Regions from separate parts of the Dromaius novaehollandiae genome. Here region 2 is linked to region 1. The links are chromatin contacts, called in public Hi-C maps. All regions are on one chromosome and are shown on one strand. The core of a region is the stretch at or near the end of the contact, and the rest is flanking DNA. Distances in the headings are between cores, read along the strand shown.

Region 1 (6,919 bases), core at 2,415-4,914:
GGAAAGATCCAGATAATTACAGACCAGCACAGCACTCCCATGTGCAAATTGGTAGAAACTATTGGTAGAAACTGTATAACAAAAGATGGAATGAATAGACACCCTGACAGCTGTGATATAATGAGGGAAAATACAGCCATTGTAAAAAAGTTACACATTGCAAATCTATTAGTGGTTTCTGAAGAAGATGGGATAAAGGTGATTCTGTCAAGAAAGTACATTTGTATTTCCAGGATGTTTTGGGCCAGGTTTCTCATCTATAGGAATTAAATAATCACAGAATGAAAAGGACAATCTCCTCATGGATTAATAGCTATTTAAAAGGTAATAAAGATAGGACTGGAATAAATGTCGAGTTGGAAGTTAACAGGATGGAATCTGTGCTGTTGAGCATACACATTTTTGGAAAAAGGAGATCAGATGACAAAGCTAGCGAGGATATGAAATAACTTCAGATAGTCAAAACTTGTTTATAAAGAGTTCCAAAAGGATTTCACAATATTGCATTGTGGGCAATATAAGGACTGTTAACATTTAATATTGATAAATGCAAACAGAAAAAAGCAACTCTTGACTATACATAGACATGAAAGGCTTTAAATTACCTATTACCTTTGAGAAGAGAGATCTTCAAGTCACTGGGGATGATTTGCCAATAGAAAACAATGAAGTGTTAGGAGCTCCTGGGAAGCAGGGAAGGAATATAGAACAAAACATAATGTTGCCACAGCATAGTCTCTCCATTTCAAAAATAGATCGAGAAAAAGGTGGAAAGGAAGAACAAAGATATCGATAACTTCCATATAATGGGAGATTAAATACACTCTTCAGGGTGGGCAAAAGACAAATCAGAATATGAAGTTATGAATAGCATAGAGGAGGTGATTAAGCAATGATTATTCAGTTATTTCTCACAGTACAAGAACAAGAGGGCACCCGATGAAATTACAAGGCAGCTGCTTTAAAACAAACAAAAGGAAGTACTTTTTCATACAGCACATAATTAAATAGCGGAACTCACAGGATACTGTGGAGGCCAAAAATATAAGTGAATTTAAAAATATTAGACATGTAACATAGGCCCATCAGTGGCTATTAGACATGATATTCCAGATGCAGTTTCCAACTTGGGAAGTTCCTATAGTCCTGAGGGCTAGAAGCTGGGAGAGTACAAGCTGAAAGGATGGCTCTGTATTTGGCACATTTCTCGCATACCTTGTCTAAGCATCCACAATTGCCAGCGTTAGAGACAAGATACCTAAATAAACTTATGGTCTGACATATTATGGCTACTTTTACATCTTTTAAGTGGTCTTTCCAGTAGAGAAGGGGGGCACGAAGACAGTGACATACAATTTCCATGAGCAGATTGCTCAGTTTATAAATCAAACATGAGAGCAGTACAAAGATACTCTAGCTGGGTCCATTCAAGCTCATTCGGGCATAGGGGATTCTGCTAGTCTAAGCACAGTGTATTGTAAAAGTACCTTTCCTGAGCCAGTTTTGGTTGAGGACTGTGCTCTCACTTGGATTCAGCCCTGCTGGACGTCCCTTGGCTCTACACAGTGCCAGTTCAGGTGTCTCCTACAGAGGAGCTTCCCTTTCCAGGACATTGAGTAGCATGGGCTCTGCACAACCTGACTGGGAATGCGCTGCTGCCTCCATACATTTGTATGACCCTGTAACCAAGCTCATAAAGCTCTGCCAGCAGAAGATGCACCAAAGACTGTACTGCAGAGACATCAAGTCAGGCTCTTCTGATGACAGTTTGGGTTTGGAGGCAGAACCTATGTTTTTCTTCTATGGTGTTTAACTAGCCTTCCACGAATTTGAGTTGAAGAGCTGACAAGTACATTGCTAATGTGTTTCAAACCTATTAGCTAAATAGGAAAAGGAACACTGATTTTCAAGAATAATGTTTTTTAATGCTAATAAATTGCCTAATAATAATTCCAGCTCTCCTTCCTGCCCTTTTCCTCACTTTCGGCTCCTCCTGTCTCCCTTCCCAGTGCTGTCATCCTACTATCTTTATTTCCTCCCCAGTCCTCCACCCCCTCCCCTTCTTGCTCATATGCTTCCACCCCCAATCCTGTCTTCCAAACCCTAACCGCCTCTGTTTCTGTTCCTTCGTATCTTTAGCAAACTTTGCTATAGTTCCCCTCACTGGGCTTCTTGTGCTAGCCCACTTACCATCCTCCTTTGAGTGTTCTTGCTCCTGGCTTTTTCTATCCATCTTTTTCTCCAACTGTTTTCCAATGCAGCTCTTTTCATCTTCTGTCCACACTGCACAGAGCCCAGAAGGCTGAGTATCGAATACAGAAAGACATTCAGTACAGACAGCGAGTCACGCTTTCCTCAGTTCCTGTGCCTTCAGCCTCCTGATACCCCATCCTGCTGCTACAGCGGCAGGAATAGATGGCGGCTAGTCAAACGGAGAAACTGAGGGACTGAAGAGTGCCTCAGGTCTTCACAGAAGTTATACGCTGAACTCCTGAGGCACCACATGGATTGTGTGCACTTTTCCTCACACTTCTGTCAGTTGATCACTGTTGAGTAGTTTCACAAAGAAAGTGAAAGGCATTTCCTTGGTGTCAGCACAACCACCACATCTAAACATGAAGTCCCCATCCCAGAGGTACCAAATTTCCACAGTGAAAAAGCTCTGAAAATATTTGTAGTGTGTGCATAACAAATTACTTCCATCCAGAGAGTCTAAGGCTGGAAAGAGGGACTTCTAATGGAAAATGTTAGGCAATCTTATGCATGGCTACCCAGTCCCCCCAAATTGCTCTCTACTTACTGTGTCTGTATGTAAGTGTGTGTGTTGTGAGTGCATATATATACATATATGTAGATAATTTGACACCACTTATAACAATACTGTTAAGCGAACATTGTTGCTGTAAACCCTTCCCTCAAGAACAATTTTTGCCTGGATTTCCCAGCATTGCATGCACTTGCGCAGAATACACATGACGCTTCGAATACAGCACGCTAACTTTTCAAGCCGTTGCTACAGCTGCAGCTGCACAAGGGGCAATTATTTGAAGACGAGAAAATGACGGCCTGTTAGAGAGCCTGAAACGGGGTCGGCAGAGGACCTCTGGGGGATTTCAGTTTCGAGACACATGGCAGCAGAGAGAAGTGAACAGCAAACTTTGCGATGTTGTCTGAGTTTTCTGCACAACACAATACTACACTGCCTGGGGAACATGTAAGAACAGCCCTTCACAGATAGGTGATCTTGGCAGAAGTGCCGCCTTTAACGGCCACATTTCAGGTACAGGCTACACGCATCAGTTAAAACTCCCACTCTTTCTCTTTTTCATTTTTTTCCCTAGTAAGAAAAAGCCACTATTTCCCCAGATCACACGCCTGGTAAGGTTTCCAGAAATGTGAACTGCAGGCTGAATGTCTGGTAATTCTCCATTAAAAACATCAGTAAAAGCGACCTTTGGGGAAAAAAAAAAGTTGTGTTAAACAAAAACCCACAAAACCTACAACTGTTCAGTGGCCAAGCCCTGTCCTCGGGACAGCTGCGAACGGACACCTCAGGCTTGCCGCGCCGCGGGGACAAGCTTTACCGGCGCCTTTCCGCACAAGCCCGCCCCAGCCGAGCGCACCCCACAAACGCTGAGCGCGGCGGCGGCCCCGCCCCCCGCGGCGGCCCCGCCCCCCTGCGGCGCGGCGGCGGCCGCGGGGGGGCGGTGCGCGCTCGCGCAGGTGGGCGCGTGGCGGGGATGCAGCATGGCAGAGCCGCGCGGCGACCCGCACCGCACCACGGGCTCCACCCTGCTGCACCCGCTGAGCGCCCTGCTGGGCATCCCCCTGGACCAGGTAGGGGCGCCGGGGCCGCGGCCGCTGCCCGCGCGCCCCCGAGACGCGCTCCCGCCGCAGCCCGGCGGCGTTTTCCGGCAGAAACGGGTGTTGGGCGCGGGCTCCCGCGGGCGCGGGTTTGGGCAGAGGGAAGGCGTGGTGCCCGCAGGCGCTGGGATCGCGTGTGGGTTCGCGCGCTGCAGCGTTCGTGTGGAAGCTGCTGCTGGCTGCGCGGAACGTCCTTCATTTTTCCTGGCTGTTCCCGTGCTCTTAGTAGAAGCCTCCGCTGCTAGTCGCGATGCTGCAAGGCGTAGCACTGTGCTAACTGCGAGAAAGTTTGCAGTGCTTGAATCGTTCAGTGCCTTCAGCTGCTTACCTCTTTCTGGCCAGCTGTTCTGGAATCCGTAATGTGCATCTGTCTTGCGAGGGATCTTTGAATTCAGGCACTGCTCTTATGGTTACGGGTCTGTGGAAAAGAGACACAAAAGCCTTTTTCAGCGTAACACAAGAGCCCGCTGGAAATGCAAGGTGCGTGTAGAGAGATATGTAAAACACACAGGCGTACTTAGAGGAGTTTTACAGGAGAGCAAGGTTGTGCAAAATGTTTAACAGTGTAATGCACTTTTGGAGATGTTGCTCTCTAATGTTTTAGAGGCTCCTAGTTAACCTGAGAGAGAAAATGTCGCTCTTTTTTTCTTTCTTTTCCCCATCCTTCTGCTGTGCGAGGCGTGCGTGCACCTGCTGCCCCTTCTGTGTTCTTTCAGCGACGAGGAAGTCAGGTCTGGAAGTTCGCGCCGACCAGAAGAGTCTCCTCAAAGCTATCAGGAAGCTGAGCTGTGCGCTGAGAAACCTTGGCAGCAGAGACATTGCCCATAAAAATCAGCACAAGCTTGGGACTGACGTGCTTTCTGCTGTGTTTGCGGAGCAGCTGGCACTACGTGTCATTTTTACTATTGTTTGTTTTTAAAGTTGAGCAAGAAGTGTGTCATTAGCTGTAGAAAGATTCAACTCCCACACCGAAGCATGCTGATTTAACTGATATTTCCCTTTTTTAACAGAAAGCAGTTTTTAATGTGAATTTTTGAATTATTTTTTGTTTTTAAGAGATTTCTTAACATTCAGATCCTCAAAGAATCAGGGCTTGATATCTTCTATAAATTAATACTTTAATTTAGGAGAAGGGGCATGGATGGTGTTAGTTTCTTTTCCAAGGTGGTCTGTGCCTAAGATTGATGAGTACAGAAACACTAAAGGAACCATGAACAGCAAATGTTTGCTGTTCCAGCTTTTTTGCAACAGCGTAATATATATACAGTGCTAGGCTGACTGGGTCACCGATCAGTGAATACTTGACAAATAAGGATTTTTTTCCAAGTTTTCAAACATTTATCCTTCTATTCAGTCAAGATGCTACAAAGACAATGTTGTCTGGGGGGAAGAAAATTGTCCCCTTACTGCTGCGAGCCTGAGGGCCCTTTGCTGCCTGGGGTTACGTGCTATGGTTTGCGCCAGGGCCCCGTCTCTCAGTTGCCGGTGGCAGGCGCCCGTGTCGGGTTGTGGGTTGGGTGCAAAGGGGCAGGTGCAGGTGGAGGGTGCGTGCATGCCCTGCCAGTGCCCTGCTGGAGGGCGGCGGCTGGGCTATGCAGGCGGGCTCTATCTCTGTGAAGTGCCACGAGGTGAGGTGAGGTGGCTCGCTGGATGTCTTTGCAGGAGTTCAGAAAAGCTGCCTCGAAATGTAGTTTTCTTCATCTGAAAATCACTCCTCTCCCCCCCCCCCCCCCGGATCCTGCTTAATTGTCCTTGTGAGATTTTAATATTGTCCTTTAAAACAGCGTCGCCTCCTTGCCACTGCAATCAGCTGGGCAGTGCCAAGCATCTGGGACTGCTGCTCCCTCAAAGGAGGAGACGCCTAGATAGTTGCGTGCAAGTGGTGTGCCACCGCTGTCCCCTCTCGCGACCTAAGTTTTGACTCTGACCCGTAATGCTAACACCCTCAGAAACAAAATAGAAACATTTCCAACCTTTGTGCTACATGGGAGCTTGTTTGCCAGGTGGCGTTGGTCACCTGCTTCATTAGGATGGGAGGAGGCTTTTGTCAGAGGAGAAAACAGAAGCTGCCTCGGTCCTCTGTGCTGAACGAAGCTCTGTGGAAAAAGTATTTTGCTAGATGTAAATCCTGCAAGTCGTGAGGATTTGTTTACATGGGTCCGTCATCACAACGCTCAGGGGCTCTCTCTGTCTTCCATGTGGCAGCTAGGCTGGGTCAGAGGACGTGGTCTTTGGTTTGTCACCATGTGTGAGGGTTGCCATGCTCGGCCTGTGGGACACCTAAATCTCACTTCTGTCTGTATGCCTGTTGTTTCCTCGTGTGTCAGAGAGGCTTAGAAGTGGCTAGAAAACACACGGCGAAGGCACGCAGAAGGAGTGTTGACCCTCCAAATCATTGCTGTACCTCGGTGCCGCATGCTGCCTTTGCGTTGCATGCACAGGCGACTTGTCAGTGCTTTTACATAGTCAGTTTGCCATGAGATGCTTTTAGGATCTGTGAGAAAGATCAGGAAAAGAAGAGGTCTGAAAAATAAAAGTAGTAAGTGTTACTATTTCACAGCAGGGGCAGAAAAGCTATAGCAATGGCAGATGAAAAAATGTTGTCATATAATAAGCAGCTATTGTGTGTTACTGGCTGTTGGAGGCATAGATGGATATGAAAATGTCATTTTTCACACTGGTTGTTTTCTTCCTTTTCAAAGTTATGACTTAGGTTTAAAAACAGTGTGGAGTTCCAGAGGGTGTAATTCCTAGCTGCACAGTGTAGTTGGCAGACTGTTCACATTTGGTTTACTAGACCGTGTATTAGCATGGGAAAATAGCAATGTTTTCTGCTATTTTCATGCTAAAATAATCACTGTGTCTCAGTGTGAATTTGCATCTCTTTGCATAAATAATGTATATAAATATAAATCGTGGATGACTTATTTTTGAATTTAACATTGAAACTTTTTTTTTAAGAAGGGCTATATTCAGTAACAAGATTAATGAGCTCAGAAGAGGATGAAAAGACTATTTGAGTTCAATTCATCCTCATATCCTAGGAAAGCAGACT
Region 2 (6,919 bases), core at 2,495-4,994, 58 kb after region 1:
AGAGCTTTAAATGTTGACCTTTTCTTTTTTCTTAAAACATTTGATTTCAACACAGAGAAAACTTACCATATGAAAACAACCCTAAATCTTTCTTAGTTTTGGTAACGTGCTTTCCTAGGTATTGTCTTTTAAGACAAAAGACAACAGCAGGCAGAACAAAAAGGGAGAGAAAAGCCTAAAATATTAAACTCTTTTTATGAATTTTCCCAGTTAGTAAAATTTGGTGCCTTTTTGCTACAAAAGGCCATTCCCTGTATTAAATGTTAGTATGTCATTCTGTGAGATTACATTGCTAATCTTAGAACTACAGAGATAAATATGTATAAAGAGCTTGCTATTAATATGCCAGTGTCCATAAAGGGAGAAGTGTTGCCTCTACCAAAGCTCTGAACAAGGAAAGTGATTTTCCACCTCTGCCTCAAGCTGGGTTGATACCTTAATACTTTTTGCCCTAGTGACTCAGAACATAGTTAACACCTGAACTTAGGGAAGGAAGCAAGGAAAACAAGGAAATTGTAGGTCTTTGGACCAGGCCATGAATTTTGGGAGCACTGCACACCTAACTGTGGTCTTAAGCACCTGACAAGGTTATTAAGATCTGTGGTGAGAAGTGTAGATGAGGCTGTCCAAAGGTAAATCTCTGTGTTTAGCAGCTGGTCTCTACTGCTCCCAAACTTGGTCCTGTCCAAGCCGCCCCAGGCTCATATAGTTGGCTTTAGTATATTTGGTTTCTGTTCAATCCTGTGCATACCAAGTTATTAGAAATAAAAACATTTGATATTCAATAAGATATCAGATAAAGGTATCTCTGAATAGTTACCTTTAAAAACAAGGCCCTTTTGTAATTGTCATTAACTGACCTCCCTCACTAAGAGGTTGAGTGTTTTGATTTATTTCAGATCTCCACATTTGGAATGCATTTTTTCTTTCTCATTCAGTTGCTTGGTGTCGTTTTTCATGTATTTGTTTTCTACTGGTACAAGTTTTATGTCCTAAAAATGAAAGCAGTTTCTTCAGAATGTTTCTTCAGAATAGTTTTATATTCTTTGAAGTTGAAAGAGAGATGAGCTGACCAAGTCCGGTGTTGATTTATGTGGTTTATCTGAGCACCCAGATTTTGGGTGCAGGAGATGAGGGGAGGGTCCTGGAGTTTGCCAGATAACTCCTTGCCTCACTCACATCCGTGGCAACATTTTCACTGATGCTAGCAGATGTCACATCTACCGGATGTGTGCGATTCAGGAGCGTATTTTGGTCATTTCTAGGTCAGGTTCTTACTTTCTGCGTTTACCCTTTAGTGCTGCCTTCCGCACTGTTGAGGCTGTACAATTCCTAACATTTGTTTTATTGACAACAAGAGTGTAATTTTGTCTTCCGTATTTTCTTTCTAGGTCTATGTATTTTCACATGCACATCCTAAGCATCCTGGTGTTGCTAGTGTTACCAGTCAGACCTCAAGCTCACTCCGTAAGAAGGCCTCAGAATCAGGTCATGCAGAACTCCGTTAAAAACAAAGACAAATGACATCTCCAAAGAAAACCGTTGACGTTGGGATGAGAACTGTCATATTGGAAACAAACAAAGAAGAAGAAAAAAGGGAGGGGGGAGGGACAAGCTGCAAAGACAAATGGCATTACTATTGCTCATCTTAAAACCCTACTGGACAGGGCAGAAAAGAGCCAGAAAGACTGTGTTTCAGATAAATCCAGGTAAGAGTTTTACGGGCAACTTTTACAGGCTCTAGGGGCATTTTGATTTTTTTTTTTAATAAATATTTTTATGAAGTGTTTTTATATATTTAAACTTTTTCACACAGAGAGGTGTTTTTGCTCTTTTACAGAAACATACCATTATTAAACAATAATATTGTGATTAAAGGGCCAGGAAGTACCTAGTAAAGAGTTAGATCAGCTGCTTAGTAGCCTGGTGCTCAGGGCAGCTGGTGAGACAGCTTTTCATATCTTGGCAAAGAAGAGAGATGGTGCACATAGAGAACCACAGAAATGGAAGTGCTCAATGTGCTGGTGCTGACTTCTGCTCCAGCAGGGAGAAGAGGGAGCTGGGCATTCCCCAGCAATCCCCAGCGCAGGGACTCCAGCCTGAGCTCGGCAGCAAGGATATTTCACCTCCCTCAATGTGACATCTGCTGGTATGAGGGCAAGACGAGTCCCTTGGGAATTGGTGTCTGGGAACACTGTCAACTGGCTAGGCCAAAACCTAAAGCCAAGGAAAAGCAACACAAAAGGGAGAAACCCAGAGTAGTAAAAATAAAGCAATACCCTGTGATCTGTAGGATCAGGCTTCTCTGTTAATGCAGCTGCTGCTCGTTGCTCCTTCAGCCTTACTTTGCACTTTCAGAGCGATGTAGCATTTCCATGTTGTGATTGAACTAACAGAAGCCATGCAGGTTTAGATTGTTAAAACTCACAGTTGTGGGTTAAATCTGAAAAAGGTTAGTAATAGGTCAGCCTGTTCTACACGAAAAGTTTAGCAATAGATCAGACTGTTCTGCACAGAAGCATCCTGTCTTGTGGGGGAGTTTCTTTCCAGACATCTAACACTAAAATGAAAATGGAACAATAATTATTATAGTCATAATAAATAATTCTGTACGAAACAAGGAGTATTACATGATGTGATCATGACAAGAGTCAACACCAAGTCCTTATATGATCTTGACAAGCCACTTAACTTTTTGGTGTGAGTTTCTCTGCTTGTAAAATCCAAAGCTTACAGGGATGTTGTAAGGTTTAATTTCTAAGGGCTTATAGTGCTTTGAAATAACTTGCTGCAAAATGCTGTGTCAGTTTTTTATTTATTTTTTAAATCCACTTAACCCTGCAAAATAGACTAATAAGACACTTCAGAAGAACTAAAATATTAAAAAAAAAAAAAAAAGAGAGAGAAAGAAAAGCTTTACTGTTTTCCAGGAGTGGTTTTCTCAGGATTTTTAGAAGCAATTCCCTTGTAAAGTATTGGTATTCTTTTTTCTTTTTTCTTTTTTTTTTGGGGGGGGGGGGGAGATGTCACTGAAATGAAGTGTGAGTGAGCAAAGAATCTGCTGTTTATTGCATTCTGATTTTTGTGTTGGATTAAAATTTTGCAGAATCCTTATGTTGGGAAGGAAACAACTCAGTGAAACCAAAACAAGTTTTAAAAATGTTTGATTTTCTTATTTTCTGGTGGAAAGATTTTGTCCTGTGACCACCTCATGATTCAGAGCATATTTCATGGAAGAGTTTATTTGGTAATTTATTTTGAAGGCGAGATGGTATTAAAAGATGGATCTGAATAAACAAATTGCTTTGTGTCACTGCTGGTATTATTAATGAAAGTCAAATGTGGAGATGGATAAATGAGCCTGTGTCTCATGAGAAAATCACTCACGCATGTGAAGGGAGCTATTCAGGACTGTCAAATTTTACAGACCAGATACACTTGAGATCCTGCTCCTGTTGAAACGGAGACAAGACAACCTCCGTTTATTTTAGTGGAAGCAGGAACTGTCCTTAACTTGGCCCCTCCTTACTTATCCTTGTCTCGTAGTAGTGTTTGGTGTTGCATCTCGGGGACATTTTATTTAAAGATTTGCTGTGACAGCTCTGTGGCTCACTAAAGCTAATCCCACAGGGCTGGATGTAATCGCTGCCATTCCTTGAGGGAGAAAGGAGACGAAGTTTTGCAAAATTCCCTCCGGCTCCTCTGTTAGCTGGACCGCGCGATCTGCAACGCACCCGTGTGGACGTTGTGGGAGTTTTGCCCAAACCTCTGAGGTCGCTCGCCCAGGGGTTGAGAGCCCAGGTAGAGAGGGGAAGGGGGGGCTGCACAAGCCTCCCATTTGCCTGGTGGGGGTCTGCCTGGGCTGGAGTTAGCCTTTCTTTCCCCCCCTTGCCCACATTTTTCCATCCCCCCTCACCCTTACATTTGGTGCTCTGGGCTCTGAGATCTCCCCATTCAGGGCCTGTGAACCCTGGGTTCAAGAAAGGCCAGATTTTATCAATGCATATCTTTTTTTGTGGCATTTTTGTGTATATGGAAGTTGCTTAACTCTCGTGCCATCCACTTCTGTTGTAGGCTTCAGCCTCTACAAAGTGATGAATTAGGGCTAGTGAGCAAGTTCTTGTTACCCGTCATACCATGTTCTCAGCCTGTGTATCTGACTGAAAACAGGAGCCCTGGGCTTCAATGGAAACCGTTCATGTGGATTTAATGTGATATGTTACATGGATTAAAATTGAAATGGCCTTTCAAAACATGCATTGCAGGGAAACTTGCTAACCGTATTAGTCTTAAAGCTGCAAAAAAAAGAAGAAAAAAAGTAAACAATCTAAAATCTTTGCTGTACTGTGTTACTTTACACTAGGCAGCTTACCTAGACAAATGTGGCAGTATTGCAAAGCTAACACAAAATCTCTGTAAAACACTCCTTTGAAAAAAGGCCATCAGCTCTGAACTACCTTTCTAAATTCATTGTACTGAGTCTTTGTGTCCCTTCCTCTCAGTGGGAGAAAATTTTGCTTCACAAGGAAGAGCATGAACAGCCACTACCAGTCAGAGGAGATTCCTCATTTGATAGTGGCTTGCACCTGCTTTGCACAGGTATAAATAACTCTAGAGCCAAAGTAGAAATTCAGGTTATGAATACATGATGTTGGGAACTCGAGTATTGGCCTTGCATTACTCCTCTCTAATTGGAATACTGTAATTTGAGGGTGTACTTCAGTGATTAAAGTACATGATTGTGATTACCAACATGTTACTAGTTTCTAATCACTCTCTGGATTCTTTGTGCTGTAAAAAGCTGAGGAGATGGGAATCCTGGAGAGATTCTCAAGGTGTAAACAATCTTGATGGTTTGTAAGAGAAAAGGAAATACGGAACCATCATACAGGCATGAAAAAGGTAGATTGTGCTGGATTGGCAAAGTGTTTCTATCTATATTAAAAAAAAACAAAAACAAAAAAACCTTCACTCCTTGGACTGAGGGCAAATTCCAGCAGCTACTTTTCAGCTCGTTTGGCTGCACAAACACTAACCTGGAAGTTGAGGCACACTTGGGTGGGGGCACAGAATGAAGAGCAAAGCTCCATTTCAGCTTCGTTCAAATACACGAAGGGAAATGAAGGGGCAGCAGCTCCATGGAAAAAATCCTGTGGGGCTGGTATTTAAAGAAGCAACAACTCAGCAATTTCCTCAGTGGACTTGGAGGCACGAAGTACTTTCCTTTACTGCCCTGCAAGCTTTCCCCCTGCCCGCCCGCCTTGATTACATTCCTGCATGTCCCCTTGGAGCATGCCAAGCAATGGAGGCAGCAAAAACGTGGGATACAAGGTAGGCAGATATTTTTCCTCCTTTTCTGGCTTCTCTGTTTTGCATGCATACATTGCACATAGCTTGGATTTTTGCATCATTTAAAATGAGGTAGGTGGGTAAGAAGGCTGTAGACTTTTTGCTCTAATGGTAGGTGTTTGTGTAAACCTGTATTTACCTCTGTTTGCTGAACCTACATTTACATGTGCAAACAAGGTCTGGATCATTTCTTAGAAATACAAGGAGAAATCCTGACCCCAAGGAAGTCCAGTGGTAAAATTCCTATCAGTGAGGTCAGTATCTCTGCCATGTAAAGCCTATCCCTGAATTGGAAACTGCAGAAAAATAGTCCACTTGCTGGAGTAAAGGGACTGGCTGCAAACTTGGCTTTAATATTTAAGAGTGTGTTACGAGGGATGCCTATGGCCCATGTGTTGTGGGCAGAGGAAGAGCATGTCTGTTCTCATCCTTGCCCAAGACAAAATGATGTCCACAATTACACATTGAAATGTCCTTTTAGGTATGATTCTGTTTTCTTACGTCTCTGAACCGATATACTTCAGCTCATGTGGACTAGCAGCATTGCACTGTGATACGTAGTGGGAAGCCTCTCTTGACATCTCAGCATGTGTAGAAATGCACAGTATGTAGTTTAAAAACGCATTCTTTTGTACATCATCAGACCACTGCTCCCTTTCTTCTTAGACGTGACAGTAATAACATGCAGCAAGCAGGTCGATTTGCTCTTGGAACCTGCTGCCTTCTGAGTGTCGGCGTGATGCAAAGTGGAAATGCAGTTGTTGGGTTACGTTTACAAGTAGTGCCCTCTGCGGGTGAGTGGACCTTGGCTAACACACGAGTGGAGATTTGAGTAGTCTGGCGGGGGCACTCTGACAAAGCTGGGTGGTTTTGCTGCAGTGCAGCCAGCTGACTGGGTGTGGGTTTCCACATGTGCTGTAGCAGGGACTTGTGTCTGTTCGGGGGCAGAAGGGAGAGAGAAATTGAAGACCTAGTTAGATGGGGCAAAAATAATATTACAGAAGGAAATGCAGCTTTACAGGTGGCAAAGAGGGTGTTAATTTGTCTTAAAAACATCTTAAGTGTTTCACTTCAAGTTCACTTAAGTACTGCCTGTGGAAAGGGAACCACAGCATGAGGGAGAAGCTGTGAAAGGTGCCCTGAGACTGCCCTGAAGACCTGATTTATTGCCTGTCCAAGGGACCTTGCAGGGACGGCAGGCAGCAGATCTGGAGTCTCTGTCAGACGCTGTACAGATGCACACCGTGCCTGGCGGCATCGGGAAGGACCTGGGAGCACACCGAGAGGGACCCAGCCACTGCAGGACAGGGCAAAGAGAAACTTGGGCAGGGCCCCCTTACGTGCAGAGCAGCACTTGAATTGTCCAGTGATGGAAACTGGCACCCCTCTTCATCAGAAACATTTTAAGATGGTGAAATAAGGTGGTTACTGCTCTGAAATACATGGATTTCTCTTTGTAATGATGCCTGTTTATTCTTGCCTTGGTGATGCCAGTGTTAATGCAGTTTAGTTTTGCTCCTTTAATTTTTTTTATGTGTTTGTGCTTGAGAAAGCTGGTGTTTTGTGACTA

Evidence for each region. Hi-C and Micro-C count contacts between places; a contact is called where the count stands out from the background.
Region 2: a contact with region 1 is called in a Hi-C map of ovary, with 4 times the contacts expected there. The contact joins the enhancer-like site here to the promoter of MBOAT1 in region 1. A contact is called at or near these places in 3 of 4 Hi-C or Micro-C datasets (brain, liver and ovary).

The regions. Positions count from the first base shown.
Region 1 is chr2:97,054,437-97,061,355 of bDroNov1.hap1, forward strand. It overlaps MBOAT1 (membrane bound O-acyltransferase domain containing 1), which reads left to right and starts at 3,665. Exons shown (of 13, transcript XM_026113500.2): 1 at 3,665-3,837. The coding sequence starts at 3,748. LOC135327534 (a long non-coding RNA gene) reads right to left here and starts at 4,748. Exons shown (of 5, transcript XR_010387809.1): 1 at 4,484-4,748; 2 at 4,193-4,282; 3 at 2,191-2,546; 4 at 613-683.
Region 2 is chr2:97,112,832-97,119,750 of bDroNov1.hap1, forward strand. MBOAT1 (membrane bound O-acyltransferase domain containing 1) reads left to right here. Exons shown (of 13, transcript XM_026113500.2): 13 at 1,392-3,300. The coding sequence ends at 1,524. Among named protein-coding and RNA genes, the nearest start is that of MBOAT1, 58 kb to the left of the region's middle. Within about 2 kb of position 3,745, at least 1 of the 2 cell types and tissues checked has open chromatin away from gene starts, as enhancers often do.